2 separate regions of the Mus musculus genome follow, and region 1 is linked to region 2. A link is a contact called in public Hi-C data. All regions are on one chromosome and are shown on one strand. The core of a region is the stretch at or near the end of the contact, and the rest is flanking DNA. Distances in the headings are between cores, read along the strand shown.

The links. A called contact is a pair of places that touch in the nucleus more often than the background predicts.
Region 1: a Hi-C map of bone marrow-derived macrophages shows a contact between it and region 2, with 14 read pairs. The contact joins two enhancer-like sites. A contact is called at or near these places in 1 of 484 Hi-C or Micro-C datasets (bone marrow-derived macrophages) and 2 of 115 datasets of contacts at active chromatin or transcription factors (double positive thymocytes and microglia).

Annotation. Positions count from the first base shown.
Region 1 is chr12:52,626,596-52,631,797 of GRCm38.p6, reverse strand. It overlaps Gm35239 (a long non-coding RNA gene), which reads right to left. Exons shown (of 7, transcript XR_001780617.2): 3 at 4,327-4,437. Among named protein-coding and RNA genes, the nearest start is that of Gm23296, 25 kb to the right of the region's middle. Within about 2 kb of position 2,882, at least 17 of the 459 cell types and tissues checked have an H3K27ac peak or open chromatin away from gene starts, as enhancers often do. A contact at or near this core is called in bone marrow-derived macrophages, where this site is marked.
Region 2 is chr12:51,864,757-51,869,404 of GRCm38.p6, reverse strand. No RefSeq gene overlaps it. Among named protein-coding and RNA genes, the nearest start is that of Gm34894, 15 kb to the right of the region's middle. Within about 2 kb of position 3,139, at least 271 of the 459 cell types and tissues checked have an H3K27ac peak or open chromatin away from gene starts, as enhancers often do. A contact at or near this core is called in bone marrow-derived macrophages, where this site is marked.

The DNA.
Region 1 (5,202 bases), core at 1,633-4,132, 760 kb before region 2:
AGATTACAGGAGTTTACCCCCATTTCATGCTCCCAAAAGCTTTCTTTAAACTTCGTATACCTGAATTTTTTCTGCAAAATGACATTAATCTTGCTCCTACAGGGATAGAGTGTAGATAAGACTAGAATCGTAAAAAATTTGGAGGTAATGAAGAAAGGAAGTTGTAACTGATATAGTCACATTTGAAGCCAGTTGCTATCACTGCAGATAGAGAATCCACAAGATTTTGATGAGCTAATGAGATTTTATAAGCAAACATGCAATAAATCTGAAATTCTGAGGCATAAATGTATGATGACATCTCCTTACCAAAGAACTGATTGAATTGCCCAATTCAATGTTACCTTCAAAAACAAAAAAGTAATTAAGATACAAAGAGAAGATTGGTAGTTAGAAACTTGGACCATGAAGTCCAAACGAAGACCCAGAGTATGGCAGAAGACGGGCTCAGAACGGAGCAATGTCACCTTGGGAAGAAGCCATGAGTGTCAAGGCTGCCTGCCTCTCTTTGCTTTCTCTTGCCCTGTTACTTGTAAGACTGACAGACTTAGTGGAGCTCCTGACTGAGACCACCCCCTCAAATATCTCTATCTACTAAGTTAGAAAGTCGTTGGCCCCTCACTGCTGACAGAGAAGAGGAGGATCACTCCACAGACCTAAAACATCATTCAGGGACAAATCAGATTTCAAATTAAGAACCAAGAATCTGAACCCAGAAACTAGGTCTCTATGAACTTCAGCATGTTTTTTTTTAAACTCCTCCAGTTTAAAAGAATAAGCCAAGTGTACCCCTCAGATACACAAGGTCTGCATTGTTAAACTTCACCTTCTCTAAGAATAAGATTTGAAGAGTCACTTAGCTACGGGGACGACAGATCTCTCCTCACCCACACCTGATGCATCACCATGACACTAACTGAGATGCCTACATAAGGACAAACATGAGGAATGCCTTACATAATGACAGATACGCTCAAACTCGACGGGCATGGACCTGTGCTGGCATTTCCCATGGGCAAAGACTCTAGTCCCTTCCAAAGGCAACATTTTAATGACCTAATTTGGTCAAGACAGTGATGATACCCCTTAGCAACCAACACAAAGGTAACTTCAGCATCTCTCCCTATGATACAGCTTAGCAACCCACACAAAGTAGCTTTAGCATCTCTCCCTACAGTTTACCCACAGCCACCCTGACTCAACTCTTCTCTTTGCTCAGGGTAAGATACAGTTCTTCAGTTTCCTAAACAGGGTCTGGGCTACTTCAACAATTCCCCATGTGGCAATTGACAAACTCTGGCTGCGTTTTAGAAATCAACACTTACCAGACACATGCAATGTTTTGGATTCTCATCCTAATTTCACCCTCGCAGTTGATAAGAGTGTAGTTTTACTCCTATTTAAATGAGAAGTGCAGTACAGTATAGAGAAATTGAATAATTTCTGTTCAAGGGCAATTTATGATAAGCTATATAACAGGCTCTGGGCTCAATTTTGTCTAATCAAAAGCCTGTGCTCTTTAAAATAACAATAGGTTCTCTCCAGCATCAGCCAAAACCACCTTTAAACAATAATTTATTTAATCATCACAAAAGTCCTGGGAAAGAAGTTTTATTTTTACCATAGCCATTACACAGATAAACAAACTAAGGAGCAGAGAGGTCCAACAACTCCCTAAACTTGCAAAGGTCTGTGCTGGTGACGTTAAGATTCAAACCCAGGCAAGCTGGTTTAAGCATCCACAGAGGGTTTAACTACTACACATAATGTCCTCTTTCACTCTCTGCAATTTATTGTTTTCTATTTTCACTCATATGCACCTAAGACTTGGCCAGCGATTGTAGAATGATAAGCAGTATTCCCTTGGTGACCAGCAATACTAGAACAATATAAGAAAGCCATCACCAGAATATAAGTGATATACATGGAGCACCAGGGGGACCTAAGCACTAGGAAACAACAGAAGACTTCCCTCAGCACCAAAGGTGAGATCAGATAGGGATAAGCAAAGGTGCGTAAAGGGACTGAAGATGCAGAAGGTGACCTCCCAAAACACACTCAAGGCCGCTGTGTATGTGTGGGTTCATTTAGTCTTCCCATGAGGCATCATTAGTTAACAGGCAAAGACAATGTGGTATGTAAAGTTTAACAATTGATCCAAGGTCACACAACAACCTAGTGTCCGAGCTAAGTTTGTGACATCTGCTTCTTCATGATACCCTTTCTTTAAACCTGGAAGCTTTTCATGGAGGTAAACACAAACTAAACCAGCCAGGGTACTGGGCGAGCACTGACAGAGCTAGGAAAATTTAACGCTTTCTTGGCTCCTTACAGCAGCATCCTTTGTCTTCCATCTCCCAGAGGAATAAGTACATTTCCAACCTAGAAGACTCTTCCCTGATGGGTTTCTTCAGCAAGCAAGGTTCTTCTCAGCAGACTGACCTATTATGACATCGTGTTCAAGTACAGAACAGCTCTCAAGAGCCAGTCAAGCTTGTCATGGAAAGACCAGACTCTTTTGGAATCAGGTGGCGAAGATGCAGATAGGGGGCCCTAGAAGACCCCTAATGCCAAACTCCTTGTTAGAGGGAGAAAATCCCAGAGTTGAGTGAGGGGTGTCCAAGGCTGTACATTCAGCACCCCAACCCCCCAAAACTCTGAGCTCCATGAGCGTGCTTTAGCAAGCAGAGATCTGAAATTCCTGCAACAGCTTGGGGAGGAGGTAACTAAGGATCTGCCTTCCCACAGAGTCCGTCTTTAGACTCCAAAGCTGCTAAGACGAAAAAAGAGCAAATCTGTTTTGTTAGCAAGGTTCAGGATTGAGTCAGGCTTTGTGTTGTTAGGGAAAGGGTAGGAGTGGAAGGCCATCCAAGTGTGAATCACCAGCTCTTCATCAGCAGAGTGGGCTGTTGGGGGAAGTATATCTTCTCCAGACCTTGTGCTTGCTCTCTTCCCACTACTGGGGGAAAAGGGACTTTGATGTTACAGCACCCACTCGACTCCTCTTACGGCATGCCTTTTGCAGTCCCCACTGCCTATAACAGAGACAAATATAGCTGCTTTGATGCTTCAGCCACTGTGCCCTTAGGTAACCCTTTAAGTAGATTCAACATAATAGATCTAATCGCTCAGACAAGAACCTGCTAGTCAAACAGTAAAAGAAGCATCCATTACTTCACTGTCAGAATGTTTAAAAGAGTATCGAGGTCATCGCTCATCAAGCCTCCCTCTGGGAACAGATTTAGTCCACTGCTCTTCGTGAGGCCAAAAGGACTGCACACCACCTTTCATTACTATCTCCTGCCAGTCTTCAGTTCTGCTCTCACCGATCATCACATTAGGCAGTAGCCAAAAGACATAACCTTTTAAAAAACGCACTTACCTTAATGTTCTCAGAGTATTTATAGGTCACTTGCTTTGCTGGCTAGTATTTGTGAACTTGCACAATAAATAAAGAGGTTTTTGGTTTTTGGTTTTGTTTTTTTTTCTCATTTTCTGTAGCATTAGGTAAAAATCATCAGAGATCAGAACCCAAACAAATGTAATGACCTTCAGACTGTGTCATTGGCACAGTACTGTTCACACTGGTTTTCTTACCCACTCCCCCAATATAAGACTTTATTGATCATGAGCAATCTAAAATATTTGGGAACATAGAAACTAGATGATTTAAAGGTGGAGAAACTATAGCAGTCCCCTTTTCTTTAAAGTCTTTCCCCCAAACTCATTCCCTGTGTGTACATAATGCCTCTCTGACCACTCATGGTTAGTCTTCTTTACATATCTATATCTGTGCCTAGGTTTCTGCAGACTTGCACTCCCTCTTTCTTCCTCTCTGCCTCCCCATCTATAAATTGCCTTACAAGCTTCTCAAGGTCAGTATGTAGAAGACAGAACTCCTCATCTCCCTCTATCATCTCCCACGTTCTATCATCTCTCATGTTCTTCTGTATCTATTTTTAGCACTACCTACTATCATTGTTCAAATGAATCTGCAAGTCAAGTCCCACCACTCCTCTTCACTCAAGGTCCCTCACATCCAACCAATGTTAAAGACTTCCTTCTTGGATATATCTGTGTGTCTTGACTCTCATTGCCAATATCCCAGTTCAAATCAAAATTATAATTCCCCAAATTGCCCTGCCATTTTTGTTCCAACTGGTTTCTCTGTCCCTATTTATATTCTTCTAACCCAAGACTTACATTTCATCTGGCGATCTTCCTATAGTATATTTATGTATGTTATACTGCTCACTAAAGTCCCTTCTAGAGTTCCACACTAAGACAAATCTCAAGTGCTTTAGTTGAAGGTCACCTGCCATTTACCTCTGTCCAAACCCATATGTTGGCAGAATTTCTTCACATTCCAGGTTGTATCAACACTCAATCTCTCAGAATCTTAAACAGGCTGTTTCATCATCTGCTTCTTGGCTCCTCCTATCATCACAAAATTGTACAGGAGAAAGGGGCTGAACATCAAAATCAGGGCTTTCTACCAACATCATTCTCACCATCAGAAAATTCTATGCAGCTGATTAATGAGTGTTTGCTGATAGCAAAACACTACATTAGTAGCTACAAAGACACATCCCTCAAGCCCACTGTGTCTCAACATGTTCATGACATTTGAGTTCCATTGTTTAAGTCCTGAGCTGTGTATGGTAGGACACACAGGATCTCAGTAATTGAGAGGCTGAGTCAAGGAAACTGCAAGTTTAAGGCCAGCCTGGGCTACTAAGTGAAAATGTGTCTGAGGGGGGAAATGTTCAAGTTTCTGGAACTATCTGTCTCTGACACACTTGGCTTGCTCCTCTCTCTAGGTTACCTCTTTGCTAATCCAGATCCCTCGTGTCTCTTCCCAACCTCTGTTCTTTAAGTAAGCCTTGTGCCACAGCCCCCGTGACTGCTTATGCCCAGTTTAGAACGCTTAGTTTTTTTTGGTTTTGGAGTCTTATTTTGCCCCTGTTGGCTTTCTCAGCTGTGCACAGGAGCAGAAACCAGAAACCTTGCATTTAATAGGTATGTATGGCGTTGTATTGATCAGGGCTGGTTAATACTTTTTTAAACAAATAGTTTTAAATTTTATTTTGATTACATTTATTTACTTTATGTTGGGAGGGGAGAATACATAGATGTCATGGCGTGAGTGTGGAGGCCACAGACAACTTGCAAGAATAGGTTCTCTTCTTGCACTCTGTGGGC
Region 2 (4,648 bases), core at 1,890-4,389:
TAGGAAATATCAAATGGCTTATTTCATTTTTGGCTGCTAATGTTTTTGTTTGTTTATTTGTTTGTTTGGACAAGACATAACTGTCCTTGGCTGCCCTGGAGCTGAATAGAGAGAAAAGGCCGGCCTCCAACTCAGAGACTCTCCTGCCTCTTCCAAATGCTGGGATTAAATGAATATACCACTACACTCTGTTGTGTTTTATAAAAAAGAAAGAAGGAGCCAGGGATATATTTAGTAGAGCCAGGTATGAGGAGGTAGAAGAGGGTGCCCTGCTGGCCCATGCTGAGCACCCCTTCTTCCTTGTACCAGCCATACGACAGATATAGTAATGGAATAGAGTTTATTTAGGGCCTGGGAAGGGGAGTTGAGAGAGTAGAGACAGAGAAGGGGGGTATAGGGGAGAAGGAGGAGGAGGAAAAGAGGAAGAGGAGGAAGAAGAGGAGGAGGAGGAGGAAGCAGCCAGCCATGAATACATGAAGAGAGAGGAGGGAGGGAGGGAGTGGGAAGAAAAGGGACAGAGGGAGTAAGAGAGCAAGTGGGTAAGAGAAGAGAGAGAGGAGGGGGCAAACAGCCCTTCATAGTGAGTCCGGCACACCTGGCTGTTGCCAGGTAACTGTGGGGCGGAGCCTAGAAGGAATGCCGAAGAAGCAGTGGAAATGAAGATAGGTTTACATTTGTAATGTTTTTTTTTCTTAAAGATTTATTTATTATATGTAAGTACACTGTAGCTGTCTTCAGACACACCAGAAGAGGGCATCAGATCTTGTTACGGATGGTTGTGAGCCACCATGTGGTTGCTGGGATTTGAACTCCGGACCTTTGGAAGAGCAGTCGGGTGCTCTTACCCACTGAGCCATCTCACCAGCCCCCATTTGTAATGTTTTACATTGAATTTTGTGTGTGTGCATGTGCACATGCCACGGGGCACACATGAGGACGTAGATAGAGCCAACCTTCAGGCTCGCCTCAAGCTCCGGTTGTCAGGCTCAGCAGCCAGCTCCTTGACCTGCTGAGCTATTGACCTGACCTTTATCAGGGGCCCTTTGTGGCAAGAAAGACGGGCAACAGGGATGCAAGGCTGCTTGCTTACATCTGGTAGCTCAAGAAGCAGAAAAGTGGATAGGACGTAAAGACCACACTACAAACCTCAAGGCCCCAATATGTAGGGGGTGTTCTGATACTTTGATTGGAAATCTGCGTGTGAACGCTGAAGCTCCTGTTCCCCAATTGGTTTTTGATTGATCAATAAAGATGCTAGTAGCCAATGGCTGGGCAGAAGAGGTGAGACTTCCAGGTTCCTACAGGCAGGCTAGGATGCAGGAGGAGGAAGAAAAAGGAAGAAGGGAGGAGGAGGAGGAGGGGGAGGAGGGTGAAAAGGAGGAGGAGGGGGAGGAGGAGGGGAGGAGGGTGAAAAGGAGGAGGAGAAGGGGAAGAGGGAGAGGAGGGGGAGGAGGAGGAGGGAGAGGAGGAGGAGGGGAGGGGGAGGGAGAGGGGGGTAGTAGTCATCTCATCAGTGGCTAGCTAAGTATAAGTAGGCCCGACAGTTTGCCAGCAAGCAGCATCCTCTTCGGTTTCTCCTGTACTTTGGCTGTGAACCGAATTCCTTGGTTTCAGGTAATGTGTGGAATAGCAAGCAGGCCTGCCTTCATGTTCCTGCCTTGGCTTCCCTCCTTGGTGGACTGTGAGCTAGGACTGTAAATTGAAATCAGCCCTTTCCTCCCCTCATCATGGTGTTTCATCACAGCAACAGAATGAAACTACAACAGTGGTTGAGCCCTTGCCCCGCTCAACCTTCAGTGCCAGATAGATAAATAAGTAATACAAGTGAAACCCCTGACCAAGACCCTGCCAAGATCATCAGAAGCAAGAACAGTCAGTAACCTGGAGATGTGCTGCATCCAGGAGATGCCAGAGGAGACACAATGGCTAGACGTGATATGGCACGCTCAGTGGAATAGGGGCAGAATCGGGACAGTGACTGACAACTGAAGGATCTGACAAAGTGTGAGCACTGGTCCAGAGGTGGTGAGGGCACAATAATAGCGTGAGGCTGGCAGTAGGGGAAGCAGGCCTGTGGCATATGAAAAAGCACATCCTCTTCACAACGTTTTTCTTTCTTTTTCATCAGCACTAAGGAGGTAAGGTGGTGGCACGCACATGCTGGCAAATGCTCCGCCACTGAGCTATATCTCAGCCCTTTTCTTTTTGAGAAAGAGTCTCCTTAAGTTGCTCAGGCTGGCCTTGAATTTAGACTCATCCTTCCCTGTGACTCTGGAGTAACTGGAATTATAGGAGTGTGCTAGCTCAGCACACAGGTTCCGTTCTGCTGCCCTTTCTCTCTCTGTTTGTTTCCCATATGTCTTTCTCGACAGATGGGGCATGCTAAGCGAGTGTACTGCCTCTGAGCTACACCCCAGACCCCATTTACTTGTGATTGATAGGTAGTCCCAATCTCACTTATTTTTTTTTTTTTATTTTTTTTTTATGCTGCTGTTTGCTTTTTGAGGCAAAATCTCGTGTATCCCACGCTAGCCTCAAGTTTTCTGAGGAGGACTTTGGATCTTCTGCTTCCATCCCGTAGCACCGGGAGTACAACTCCACAACTCCATTCTTTTAAGTAATGTCCTGAAGTCAGTGCCCAGCCCGGGCATCAACCCAAAGCAGAAATGCTGCCTTCTAAGCTGGCTGATTGACATCATCCCAGGCATGTACAAAGTAGGTCACTTCAGTCACTGTCTACCTGCATTTTCAGAGATTAGTCAGAACGGGTAACCTGTTTCAGGTCAGCAGCAGGAAAAGGCGGTGTGGGATGGAAACGGAGGTACCCAAGTTCCCCTTGAGGAGTAACACCCAAAACAAGTGTCACAACATCTTAGTCACTCCCACTGTGTTTACGCCACCCCCTTTAGATGTGTCACTTCCTTGGGCTTCCTCCCAAATATAAGAGAGCAACTGCCAAAGCACTATAAAAAGTTTGTTCCTGACCCCCAGTTGCCAATAGACGTCCTCCAGCTTTAATCCTCAGCAGATCACATTTCTGATGTTCCCTCGTGCACACGGCAACCAGGGCCCCTCCAGGCAAGCAGACAGAACACACACACACACACACACACACACACAGCATCAGAGAGACACGGTGGCACTCAATTAAGGATAGTAAAGAGCTGCACCTAACAGGCTTACCATCCCTAGGAATCTGTGCTACCTTAGGAAAACTCTGTGTCCAAGGAACACAGAGCAAGGAAAACAGCAGCCCTCAGATCTAGATAGACAGTACTGCTGAGTTCCTTAGCAGACCTCAGAACACACATACACATGAATGTCAGGTGACACCATTTTCCATTACATGGTCATTACCACATGGGGTGTCTCCATGGTTACCTTTCTTCTCCTGTCAGGAGGACTATAATGCTTTTCTGTTGACCATGGTTTTCCTCTGAGGACAGGGAAATAATACTTCCTTGCCTCTGGTGTTTACACCCTGTGCGGTATTTCTCTGTGTTCTCTGCAGGGCGGCCTCTCAGTCCTTGCACAATCCGGTTTGCTTACCCACTGCTGACACTGCTCACGGAGCTCCCTGCTCCCTGTTCACACTATGTTGTTCAGACTCCAGAAACAGAGACTTGATCTCACTATTGATTAATGGCTATCTGGGTGGGACATACTGCTAATTAGGAAGGAGCGTATCTGTGACAAACAAGTCCCTGTATTTAGAAAACAGGCAGGACAGAGCCATGGACACCTGTTCTGTACTGTCCCCACAGGAATAAAAGAACATTCCGGCATTACAAAGAACACGAACCCTACCACCCTGGGATCTGGCCTAGGTCTGTCGATGACAAATTGTGGTAGCTTGGGCAAGCAAGCCTCCTGGCTTTTGGTTTCTTCTCTGCAGAAGAGCTGAAAGCTGACCAATCATTTCAGGTTCCCAAGGCTCCTAATTTTAGCACTAGGGGGTTCGTGTGTTCCGGGGATCTTCTCAATCGCAGCTAATCTTGCTCTGGGAAGTTTGTATATTGGGTGTCAGACAAGCAGAGAGTTTCTGTTTCTGATTTTTATGAGGCTAAACCTTAGATGCTTCTCAAAGTGCACTATACAAGCCATTAAGAGGTGGACTGAGTCACAGGATGTTTGGTGGGTGTATGCAAAAAACGTGCAAGATGTCCTGCCTCCTGACCTCTGACTCACCCAGGGCAGGAGAGCATTCTTAATGTCTCACAGGAAGAGATCAGTAGAGAATGAAATACTCGGACAAAAAGTGCCCTCTGGTTTCCCAATATAAAAGAAGCTCAGAAAACAATTGACTAATATGTTTGTGATGAATGCTGTGGCTGCCAGACTCCTTGCAAGTGATCTTGTAAGCTCTGATGCTCCATCTCCAACTGACTGGTCTCTTGGCTTCCACCCCCAAGAAGCCACTCCCCACCCCCCACACTCACCCTACACACACTTAAACCTCAAATAGCTTGGTAGTTAGGTCTAGCATCCCCAGATACAGATGTATTCCAGCAGTTAGGTCTCCAACCCAGGACACATGGCTGAGGTGCCCATACCAAAGCTGATGCTAGCCCAGCATCCTGCAGTCCCTACCTGCTATAGGATCCTTCTGGCTGGCATACCTTGCTCCCTACCCTAAATTTCTCCAGCC